Linked DNA regions of Mus musculus: region 2 is linked to region 1. Evidence: chromatin contacts called from public HiChIP or PLAC-seq data. All regions are on one chromosome and are shown on one strand. The core of a region is the stretch at or near the end of the contact, and the rest is flanking DNA. Distances in the headings are between cores, read along the strand shown. Region 1 overlaps Ptprs (protein tyrosine phosphatase, receptor type, S). Region 2 holds the start of Ptprs (protein tyrosine phosphatase, receptor type, S).

The links. HiChIP or PLAC-seq counts read pairs in DNA pulled down with a chosen protein or histone mark.
Region 2: an H3K27ac HiChIP or PLAC-seq map of bone marrow-derived dendritic cells shows a contact between it and region 1, with 2.1 times the contacts expected there. The contact joins the promoter of Ptprs here to the enhancer-like site in region 1. A contact is called at or near these places in 6 of 39 promoter capture datasets (cranial neural crest, embryonic stem cells, liver and 3 more), 2 of 15 datasets of contacts at CTCF or cohesin (CD8 T cells and the G1E-ER4 cell line), 30 of 484 Hi-C or Micro-C datasets (B cells, the C2C12 cell line, CD4 T cells and 21 more), 21 of 115 datasets of contacts at active chromatin or transcription factors (the 230-238 cell line, CD8 T cells, DN3 thymocytes and 15 more) and 4 of 9 other capture datasets (adipose tissue, liver, macrophages and 1 more).

The regions. Positions count from the first base shown.
Region 1 is chr17:56,441,331-56,446,046 of GRCm38.p6, forward strand. The region is part of intron 6 of Ptprs (protein tyrosine phosphatase, receptor type, S); the gene reads right to left. Among named protein-coding and RNA genes, the nearest start is that of Mir6977, 25 kb to the left of the region's middle. Within about 2 kb of position 1,606, at least 15 of the 459 cell types and tissues checked have an H3K27ac peak or open chromatin away from gene starts, as enhancers often do. A contact at or near this core is called in bone marrow-derived dendritic cells, bone marrow-derived macrophages and conventional type 1 dendritic cells, where this site is marked.
Region 2 is chr17:56,474,662-56,479,624 of GRCm38.p6, forward strand. It overlaps Ptprs (protein tyrosine phosphatase, receptor type, S), which reads right to left and starts at 1,819. Exons shown (of 33, transcript NM_011218.2): 1 at 1,679-1,819. It overlaps Gm32822 (a long non-coding RNA gene), which reads left to right. Exons shown (of 4, transcript XR_385656.4): 1 at 1-691; 2 at 1,555-3,670. It overlaps Gm9258 (a long non-coding RNA gene), which reads right to left and starts at 1,612. Exons shown (of 1, transcript XR_105855.2): 1 at 687-1,612.

The sequences.
Region 1 (4,716 bases), core at 356-2,855:
GTCATTGGTTCTGATGTTGAATGGCCAGCCCCAATCAGTTCAATGTCAGCTCCCATCAGCTGCAAAGGTGTCTGGGGCATCCAAGAAATGTTGCCCACTGGCCTTCAGGGCTCTTTGTTGGTTTCTGTGTCCTGTGGGAAGTGGGCTGGTTTGCCAGAGTATGCAGGGGAGGGTGCTGCAGGCAGGAGGTGGCTGTCATCTCCTCCCAGCCAGTGGGCGTGACGGCTGATGCTGTGTTCTGCCCACTTCTGGGCAGTCGCCCACCCGCTTTGTTCCTCCACCCCTTGGCTGCAGGCTTGAGGTGCACATTAGGAAATAAGGTGGGCGCAGAGCCCACAGGATGGACAGGCCCCGAGGGACCCCCGCCCCAAATTACCGACCTGAAAGGAGGGTCCAGGCGGGTTATAAGGGGCAACACCAGCCTTGGTCCTCGGCACGCTCCAGCTGGCTCTGGTCCCCAGCTCTTCTGGTCACCGAGTAGCCGGGGAGGGTCCCAGCAGGGGGAACCCAAGTGGGTGAGTGGGGTCAGGAGGGTTGGGTGGCAGGGGTGGGGGATGGTGGTGGCAGGTTAGGAGGGGATGGTCGCTTCAAACCCCGATTCACATGGCCAAAAAAAAAAAAAAAACCAAAAAAATCAAACCAACTGAAAAAGCATCAGAACTAGGAGACAGCCCCTCCCCCAAGCAGGAAGAGGCAGAAACCAAAACTTCAATGTGGGGGTTTAAGGGTGAGGGGTAGGTAGGGAGGGCAGGAGGGGTGAGTGGGGAAAAAACTCAAAATGTGAGGTGGCCTGGTTGAAGCGCTAGGTAAAGGGTCCCAACAGTGTTGCACAACTAAGGATCAAGCAAGCCGCAGATGGGGGGCGGGACTCTGCTGGGCATTTTGGAGTGAGAGAAAAATGTGGCTGGTTCTCTAAACTCCAAAATGAGTATGTAGATGCGAGCTGGGGTGGGGATGTGCCAAGGACTTGTGCAGCCTCTGGGGTGGGAGTTGAGTAAGGTTTTTAGATTACACCTGTCACAGGGGGCAGGCAGAGGCCCAAGCTCAAAGCCTATTCCCCCGTCCCTTCCCCTCCCGCCTGCCTCCAGTTCCACCCCTGGCTCCCTTGGCCAGGAAGCTGCCATATGAAGGCCCAGAGGGCCCCAAGCCCTGGCCGGGGCAGCTAAGCAAGTGGTCTTGGCAGGCTGTTGGGTCTGTAGCCCACAGTCATTTCCCAGCATTCCATGTGTCTGTGAGGGGGAGCCCTGTCTCCCTCTTTGATTCCCCTTACCTTCTTGCCAATTTGTTTTCCCCACCCCCATCCGACACTGTGGCCATGGGAGACTGTGGCTTCTCCCAAGGACCAGGTGTAATCTAATGTCCTGACCGACCCGGCCCACAAGGGACACAGATGCAGAGGGTGAGGCAGGCAGCAGGCGACATGTCAGTCAGTGCTCAGTGTTCCTGTGGGATGCCCTCCCCACTTCCACCAGACCCCACTGGAGTCTCCCCGCCCTGAGACCCTCTCCTTCAGTACAGGACAGGGTGATGGGGAGTTCGTGTTCTGTCAAGGGCACAGCCAATGGGAAGGGGAGCTGAGCAACAGATCCCACAGAGCATCTGGGGAAGTGAGAGCAGTTCCAGGCTCCAGATCTCTCACAGTTCCCATTCTGGGGACATGAGAATGGGGGACCTATAAGTCAGGTGACAAATTCCAGGATTTGGGTACAGAAATGTCACTGAAGGCCAACCTATCTGTCCAGGCGACAGGAGCAGGTCAGCCTCTGAGGGTCTGAGAGCATGCTGAGCTCAGAAATCATGTAGGGACTGGGGGTCTCCTCGGCCTCGCTGGCTGTACAGGGTAATAGGAAGCCAGCATTAGAGGCTCAGATCCCCGACACCGCAACGCTGGTGCAGGTTAACCTGCAAACCTCTTAAAAGGCTTGTAGCTTTAAACTACTGACGAGGAAAAATGTGAAGAGCCTTCAATGACATCATCTGGCTGTCTCCTGGCACCGGCTTCCCTCAGGAAATCCCAGACAGGGGCAGAATGTACATTTAAAAACAACCTTCTATCAGGCTCTGAGTCCCCAAAGGTCAAGGGTAGTGCAGCTCTTGGGGCTTCCTCAAAAGCTGAGCCTGCTAGTTGGGGGGGCAGCCGGGGCTGTCTGTCTGTCTGTCTGTTTCTAGGGCTGCTGACTTTGCAGTGAGGGAGTTTCCATGTCACTGTAGATCTCACAGGCCTGCTCGCCTGGTGGGTTCTTGTGTGCCAAGGGGGCCTTAGCGCTCCAGGGTGCCCTCATCTGCCTCTCTTGGGCCCCAGGACTTCCTCAGCAAAAACCACAAGGGGGAAAATGACATCACTGGCCCCAGAGGAGCCACCTGTCTCCAGAGGATAGGCCTCAGAAAAACACCAATAAAGAACAAATGATCCAGGCGGGCTCGCAGATTCACTTCTGCACTGTGGTGCTCTCTGAGCCAGCTCCCACCGGCTGCAGCCCCCACAGGCCATTTTATTTTTATGTGGTTCTGGATCTGAACTCAGGGCTAAGAGTATGCTTAGCAAGTCTCACCACTGTCCCTTAGACTGCCACATTTAAACAGAGGACACTGGAGACACCCGGCCACCTAAGGCTAGAGGCCCCTTTCTTCCTCCCTTTTCAATTCATGTGGGTGCCCAGGATCATCTTTGTCCCGGGTGTGTGATGCTGTCAACTTCACAGTTCACTTGAGGACTGAGAGCTCGTAAGAGGTCAAATGAGAAGCCCAAGTTCACACACCTGGAAATCAGTACCTGCCAAGGTTGAGTGTGTGCCCCAGGCCTGGACAGGAGTGATCTCCAAGGTTAGGTGGTCCGTGAGCATTCCCTGTCCCCAGCACCTGCTTTGCGGAGGGACCTGGGAGTCTGCCTGTGGCTCAGGCTGGCAACTTCTATACCAACTGAGAGCAGAGGCAACAGTATCCCTTCCTGGTGCATCTAGAGAACTTTCCTGATCAGGCTCTGGGTTTAATAACTGGGAAGGTACAGAGGAGGCTGTGGGTGGGTGACCTGCCTAGGGGAGCTTGGCTCTCAGTTATCCCCTGGAGCAGTGAGGTGCAGCGCAGACTGGGAATTAAAGGGGTTTCCATTCTTTAAGGTGGATAGGGCAGATGGTGGATGTGTGAATCTCAGGAGAGAGAGAGAGAGAGAGAGAGAGAGAGAGAGAGAGAGAGAGAGAGAGAGAGAGAGAGACACACAGAAAGAACAAGAACTAAGAGAGAGGAAAAAAGAACGTTTAGAAAGAGGGAAGGGCAGAGAGTCGGGGAGAGGCCACGCCCCAAATGCCCCTGGTTTTCTCCGGAGTTCCACAGCCCTGATGCTCAGGAGACCCAGAAAGTGACCACATTGTGGGACAGCACATCTGTGCTTGCACCTGGAGGTGCACTGCTGCTGGCCAGGTATTCTCTCAGAGGCTGTCACATCACTCACCCACCCCATAGGCAATGCTAGGTAAGCCTAGCTGCATGAAGCCACTTCCAGCTGCCACACTGTGTCCTTTCTGCCAAGCTCTCGAGACCCTTGAGCTGTGGCACCCCACTCCTTTTTAGGTTGGCCAATACTGAGCAGAAACTTGGGGGGGTGCACTGGCAGACCCTGGCTGTGTACTTTGGGAGGACAAGGTTTGAAATATGCTGAGGCAGGAGAATGGGCTTGGGGGCTGACTGTTTCCTGCCAGGTGCGTAGAGGGCAATGGAGAAGGAAGCATGGTTAACCTGGGCGCCCCACCACCACTTGTGCCCTTGGTCATATGATGCCTAAGTGGTCACTTTTTGTCACAGCATCCCAGCTGTGGGACCCCTTCCACCCTCTGGGTGACAGCTGGGACAGGAACACTGGCTTTAAACTCACAATGCATTTGGTAACAACCACAACAGCTCAGCCCAAGAAAACCAAAACCCAAACAGCACAGAACAAGACAGAACCAAAGACATAGCTTTGGGGGGGGTGGGGGAGGGTGTCCAGTGGGGGGAGGCAGAGCAGAAATGTGTTTGAAGAACCAATTGATCCCCCAAAACAAAACTTATAAAAAAAGTTTTGAAAGAAAATAAGAAAAAGAAAGAAAACAAGAAAAAGAAAAAAAGAAACAAAAAAATGAAACAGGAGACAAACACTCCAACAGAGGCTGGGGATCCACCAATGACAAGAGTGGCATGCAGAGAATTTTTTTTTTTTACATTCTCCCAGCATGCATCAGGCCCAAGTTACCATGACGACGAGGAGTGCAAAAAACTTAGCAACAACATTACCAAGGGATGCAGAGGCGACCACAATGCAAGCATCGCGTGTGCCGGCCGGCCGCGCTGGCCAGCGGCTGACATTAGGTTCTGTGTGTCTTTCTGGGTTGCTTGCTTTAGGCTCGATACCTGATTCCACTTTACATCTGTTTTGCTATTCATTTTCTGTGTGCATGTGTGCGTGTGTCCTGCGCGGTGTCTGCCTGTTTCTTGTGTGTGTGAGCACGTATCAGTGTTTTTTTGTTCTCTTTTTTTTTTTTTCAGAATGTAAAAATGTGGGTAAAGAAAGTAAAAAAGAAAAAAGCCACACCAACCTTCTCGAAGCTCTGAGGGATGTAAAGGGGGTTTGATGCGCACAATGACATGGGGAGAAGAGAAAAAATAGGGGAGATACAGAGAGTAAAAAGAGGACTTCCCACGGCTAAAGCTGCAATCGTTTGCTTTTTTTCTTTAAACCAAAAA
Region 2 (4,963 bases), core at 569-3,068, 34 kb after region 1:
CGGGGGACTGGGGGTGGGAGAGCCATCCCCAAGAAGAAATGCAATGTCATGGTGAGGGTGTGTCCCCCCCATACTCCTTGGGGCCCCACAAGGGACAGGACGGGAGTTTGTGGGTCTCTGGAGACCCAGGCGCGATGGGCAGGGAGACGGACCGGAGGCCAGGCACAGACATTATCTGGGACCTAAGTGTCCCCCCACTGTTCCGAGCTGGGGACTCTGAGGTTGGTCGGGGCGGGAAGCCGCCCCCAGCTCCAGCTGCCCGCCTGCAGCCGCCAAGAAATCAGCTGGCAGAAGGCAGGAGCAGGGACAGAAGGCAGCTGGAGATTGACAGGGGGAGGGACACAAAGAAAGGAGAAAAGACCGGGCAGGGGGGAGGGGAGTCTATGCAAATGGCAGCTCCCACTACCCGGCCTTTAATGAAGGAAGGAGTCGCAGCTGGCAAGAGAGGCCAGAGCCCGAGTAGGAGGGTCCCAGGCTAGCCCAGACAAAGCAGACGGCCGTTATCTGCACCATAGAGACAGCAGCACCCCCCGGGGGGTACAGAAGCCAGGACCCAGGATCCAGGTGCAGAAAGATGGGTGAACAGGATGTGTCCACCAATCTAACACCCTCGGGATCCCTCTTGCTCTGTAGAAGACTCTTTGGATCCCCGAGTGCCCATCCAGGCTTGGGACACCTCAGAGGTCTCCATGTGAGCACCAAGGACGGTTTATTGGGGGAGGGACATCCTTGCTCAGGTTGGAAAGTGAGCGTAAGGGAACCCCTGCCAGGCCAGGAGACACCCGGGGAAGTGACCGTTAGGAGGTTCTACTGGAGGGAGAGACGAGGTGAGGGGTGACCGGGAAGATGGGCGCTCACACCTGCTGCAGGTTTTCGGGGGCATATGGAGGCAGATTTGAGAGCAGGGAAAAGGGGTAACGCACAGGGATTTGGGGGGTGTGGCAATCAAAAGGATCCTCGCTCATAGTGGTGCTGGGGTTTGGGGGTGAAGAGGCTCCACGATGAGCAGAGAACTTGGCCCTGACCCAGCTCGCATTGCAACGGGGGTACCTGCTCTCGGACCCCATTTCCTTCTGCGCCCCAGTCCCCGCCCCCGGTGACGTCACCACCCTCAGCCAGTCGGGGGGCTCTTGGGGTGTACCGGGGGCCTTAGGGCCGCAGGCTGGCTCCCCGGGGTTCCCCACAGGCCCCCGCATCGCGAGGATGAGGGTGGATGAGCAGTCCCAATCCCAAAGCTGGGGGAGGTCGGGGGTTGGGGGCGCCCGGACCGCAGAAGGGTGGAACCGAAGCCCCAGGTGATCTGAGGCGCCTGGCCCGGTCTGCAGCTCCAGACGCTGACACCGCGCACCGCACACCGCGTCCCCGCCCGGCTGGTGCAGTCGGTGACCCTGGGTACGGGCCAAGTCGCCCGCGCGCGTCCTCATCCCTCCTGGACCCTGTCTCTACCGGTTCCCGTTTCTGTGGGTCTCTGTCCCTCCGGGTCCACAACCCTCGCGGTCCCCATTTCTCCAGCTCCATCCCTCCAGGTCCTCCACATCCCTCTCCTTCTTGCAGAATCCGATTACGGCTGCAGCCCGGACCCCCTTCGGAGCACAAAGGCGGAGAAGCTTGGAAGCACAAAGCCGGCGCCGCCCACCCCGCCCCCTGTGTCCCCCGTGCGCCCCGTGCACCCCGGTACCTGCGGGCTCCGCATGCTGCTCCCGGCACCGGGTCGGCCCGGGCTCCGGCGGCTCCGCGTGTGCGCGCGGCCCGAGCTGCCTGGCGGGCGGGGCAAAACCCCACTGCGGCTCGCGCGCCCCCAGCCGGTGACGTCACCCCTTCCGCCGCCGCGGCCCTGGGGCCTGGCCGTGTACAGTACTGCGCCTGCGCGCAGATGCCTGCCCAGTGAGGAGGCGCTGCTGGGTCACGTGCTTCAGGAGCCTGTAGAAGGCCCGGGGAGCACGTGGGACGTGGGACACGTGGCCCGGCCTGTCTCCTCTGGATTCCTTTTAAACTCAAGTTCTGTTGTAGCCCATGCTGGCCTCAAGTTACACTGAGGATGACCTGAGCCTCCTGCCTGTCTCCCCACTCTGCTTTCTTTGGCCAAAATATCCTTTCCCTAAAATCTTTCCCATCAAGCCCGCCTTGCTGGCTGAAGAGGCTGAAGCAGGAGGACGTCGTTTTTGAACAGCCTGGGATAACAATGAATTCGAGACCAGCTTGGGAAAAGGAGGATGAGCTGGGCATTAAAAAAAATTTTTTAAAAGTGGGGGTGGGGCTCAAAATGGCTCGGCAAATAGAGGTGTTTGCAGCCCAAGCCAGAGAACCTGACTTCAATCCCCAAAGTCCCATAGTGGAAGGAGGAATCTGACTCCTATGGCGCTGACCTCCACATGTATGCACACACCCATGTCCACTGAGTTACTAGACATGCCAAACAGATGAAATGCAGCAAAAGACTGAAAAACACCTTAAAGAAAAGAGTAGTCACAGGCATGGGGTGCGAAACTTTTAGACAGCAGCAGGAGAATTGCTGCAAGTGTGAGTCGAGTGTGGACTGCACCTGAGACCCTGCCTCAAATAACGAAACGATTTTGTTTTACAGTCTGGGTTTTTTTCCCCTCTGGAATTCATTCATTCCGGCCCAGAGCTGGAGACATGAGCAAGAGCCTGGAGCCGAAGAGTCCGGGCGGAAGGACTGGGTCATAAACGGGGAAGAGTGCCATGAATAATTGACAAGGAGCCTAAATTAAGAACAGGGCTTCCCAGAGCCTGCACCGCGGCCAGTTTAGCAGAGACGGCTTTGTCCTCTTGCCTGACTGGGGTGACCCTGATTGACGTACGTGGTGCTAGTCGAGATTGGAGCACGTAGAAGGTGCCGGAGGTTTGCATAGTGTTCAGGGGCCCTTAGTGTAGTTTCTCTCATGCACAGCAGGTACTTGAAGTTTGGGTACTCTGTGGAGATGTCCACATCCTTGCATAGTCCCTGCAGGTGTATGGCACTGTTGGCTGCACACAGTGTGTACTCATATATTATGGAGCTGGGTGCTGGCAGGACTGGCCATGCCAGAGCAGACTGGCCATCCATCAGGGAGGGAACCAGGCCTTGCCTTGTTTGTCCGAACTGAGTAACCGCTTCTGCCCCCTGGGTCCTCGTGAGCAGCGAAGGGGAACATGTAAACCGCGGGTCTGAGAGTCTGGAAGCTTCCAGTGGCCATTCATCCCCTCTCAGATCCCCGCTGTGTTAAATGCCATTTACACAGAAGTAACAAAACAGAACAATCGGCCTGCAGCTGACAGAGCATAGACAGGCAACAATATATCAACCCAAAGCCGGTTATGTGTTCAGCCACTTAGGGCGGCCATCGCTACCTCTGCTTCAGTCACAGCAGACTCCTGCTCCTCCTTTGCCCCTACTCCTCCCACACAGGTTCCGGCCTGCCCCAGGGCCCTGGTACATGCTGGTCCTCAGCCTAGTGAGATGTTCCTTTCGCTGCTCAGAGACGACCATTCCCAGAACCACTTCCTGGCAGACTGTTCCCAATATTGTGCTGAAGAGGTATTCTCACAGTCAGAAATGCTATGACCCTCCGTTTGCTTCTCATGACGCAGGCTCCTTGCTCGGGTTGTGCCTCGATGTCCTGTCTCTGTGTGGCAACAGCTGATGACTTAGGGCTGTAGGAAGAGTGAGGTGAGTCATCCTACCAATCACCGCAATTGGTGGAGCCTAGAATTCCCCAAGAGAGGCTTGGGGGCGTGGCTCAGGCCGCAAGGTCGGGGTCACCGCTTAACTTTGCACAATGATTTCAGCATATTCTAACTGTTGTTGCACCCAGCCCCCTAAGGGGAGGTACTGAGCAGTGACCATATTTGAGCAGACCAGCAGAACCGGTCTTCTCTGAGGGGGCTGTGTTGGATCCAGGGCGGGACCCAGTGGGCTCTAAACTTCTGGTTTTTCTGCCCAGCCTGGCACACACACGGAGGGCAGTATGACTCATTGTTGGGTGAAAAGTTCGCTCTGGAACATTCCTTCCCTCCTGAGTCTGTGGGGCTCGAGGGGCTCTCCCCAGATGCCCACGCTCTTCTTGGCAACTTCCAGTACCTGGTTATTATTTCCTGTTTTTCTCTTCTCTCTCTCTCTCTCTCTCTCTCTCTCTCTCTCTCTCTCTCTCCTTTCTTTCTTTCTTTCTTTCTTTCTTTCTTTCTTTCTTTCTTTCTTTCAATTCCAGTGGAGTGCCCAGTGTTCACAAAAGGCTTCTTCTAGCCGATTAGGGATTCTGTGATTGGAGCTCATGCCGCCAGGAGGCAGAGACATGGGAATGAGGGGCTTAAGATCAACCTCGACTGTAGAATGAACTTAAGGTCAGCCTGAGGTAAAGAATTTTTTTTCCTCAATATAAACATACCAGAGTGGCTCGAGTGCCATCATAGGACAGAAACTCCAGCCCATGTCTACAATCACAATTCAAAGCCTTTGCTGTCATGGGTGACTGGTACAGGATGGGAAGGCCACAGTCTGTGATTCAAGGGTGCCCAGAAAGTGCAGCCCCAACACCCCTGTCACAGCAGGAGAAACTGAGGCTGCCAGACAAGAGGCATTGTGGGGCTCTGGGATATGTTTAGGATTTGTTTGTTTGATTGTTTGCAACAGAGTTACACTAAGCAAGGTTGACCTCAAATTTTCCACCTTCTTGTCTCATTTTCCTGAATGCTGAAATGACTGGTGTGCACCATCATACAAGCTCTGGGCTAAGCTTGCTCTCCATTGACAAACGCCTGTGTTGTTAGAAAAGGCCTGGGACGGGACAGAACCCAAGCAGGAGGAGCCCAGAAACCTTTGTGGCTGCAGCAGTTCCCGGGAGGAGGGAGCAGGAGGGGTGGGGCAGAGTGGGCTGCAGGAAGGGCTTGTGCTGTGGAGGAACGTGGGAGTTATGGAGGGCAATATGGAGAAAGCGGACCCTGTGTTCACTGCTGCCCTCTGGTG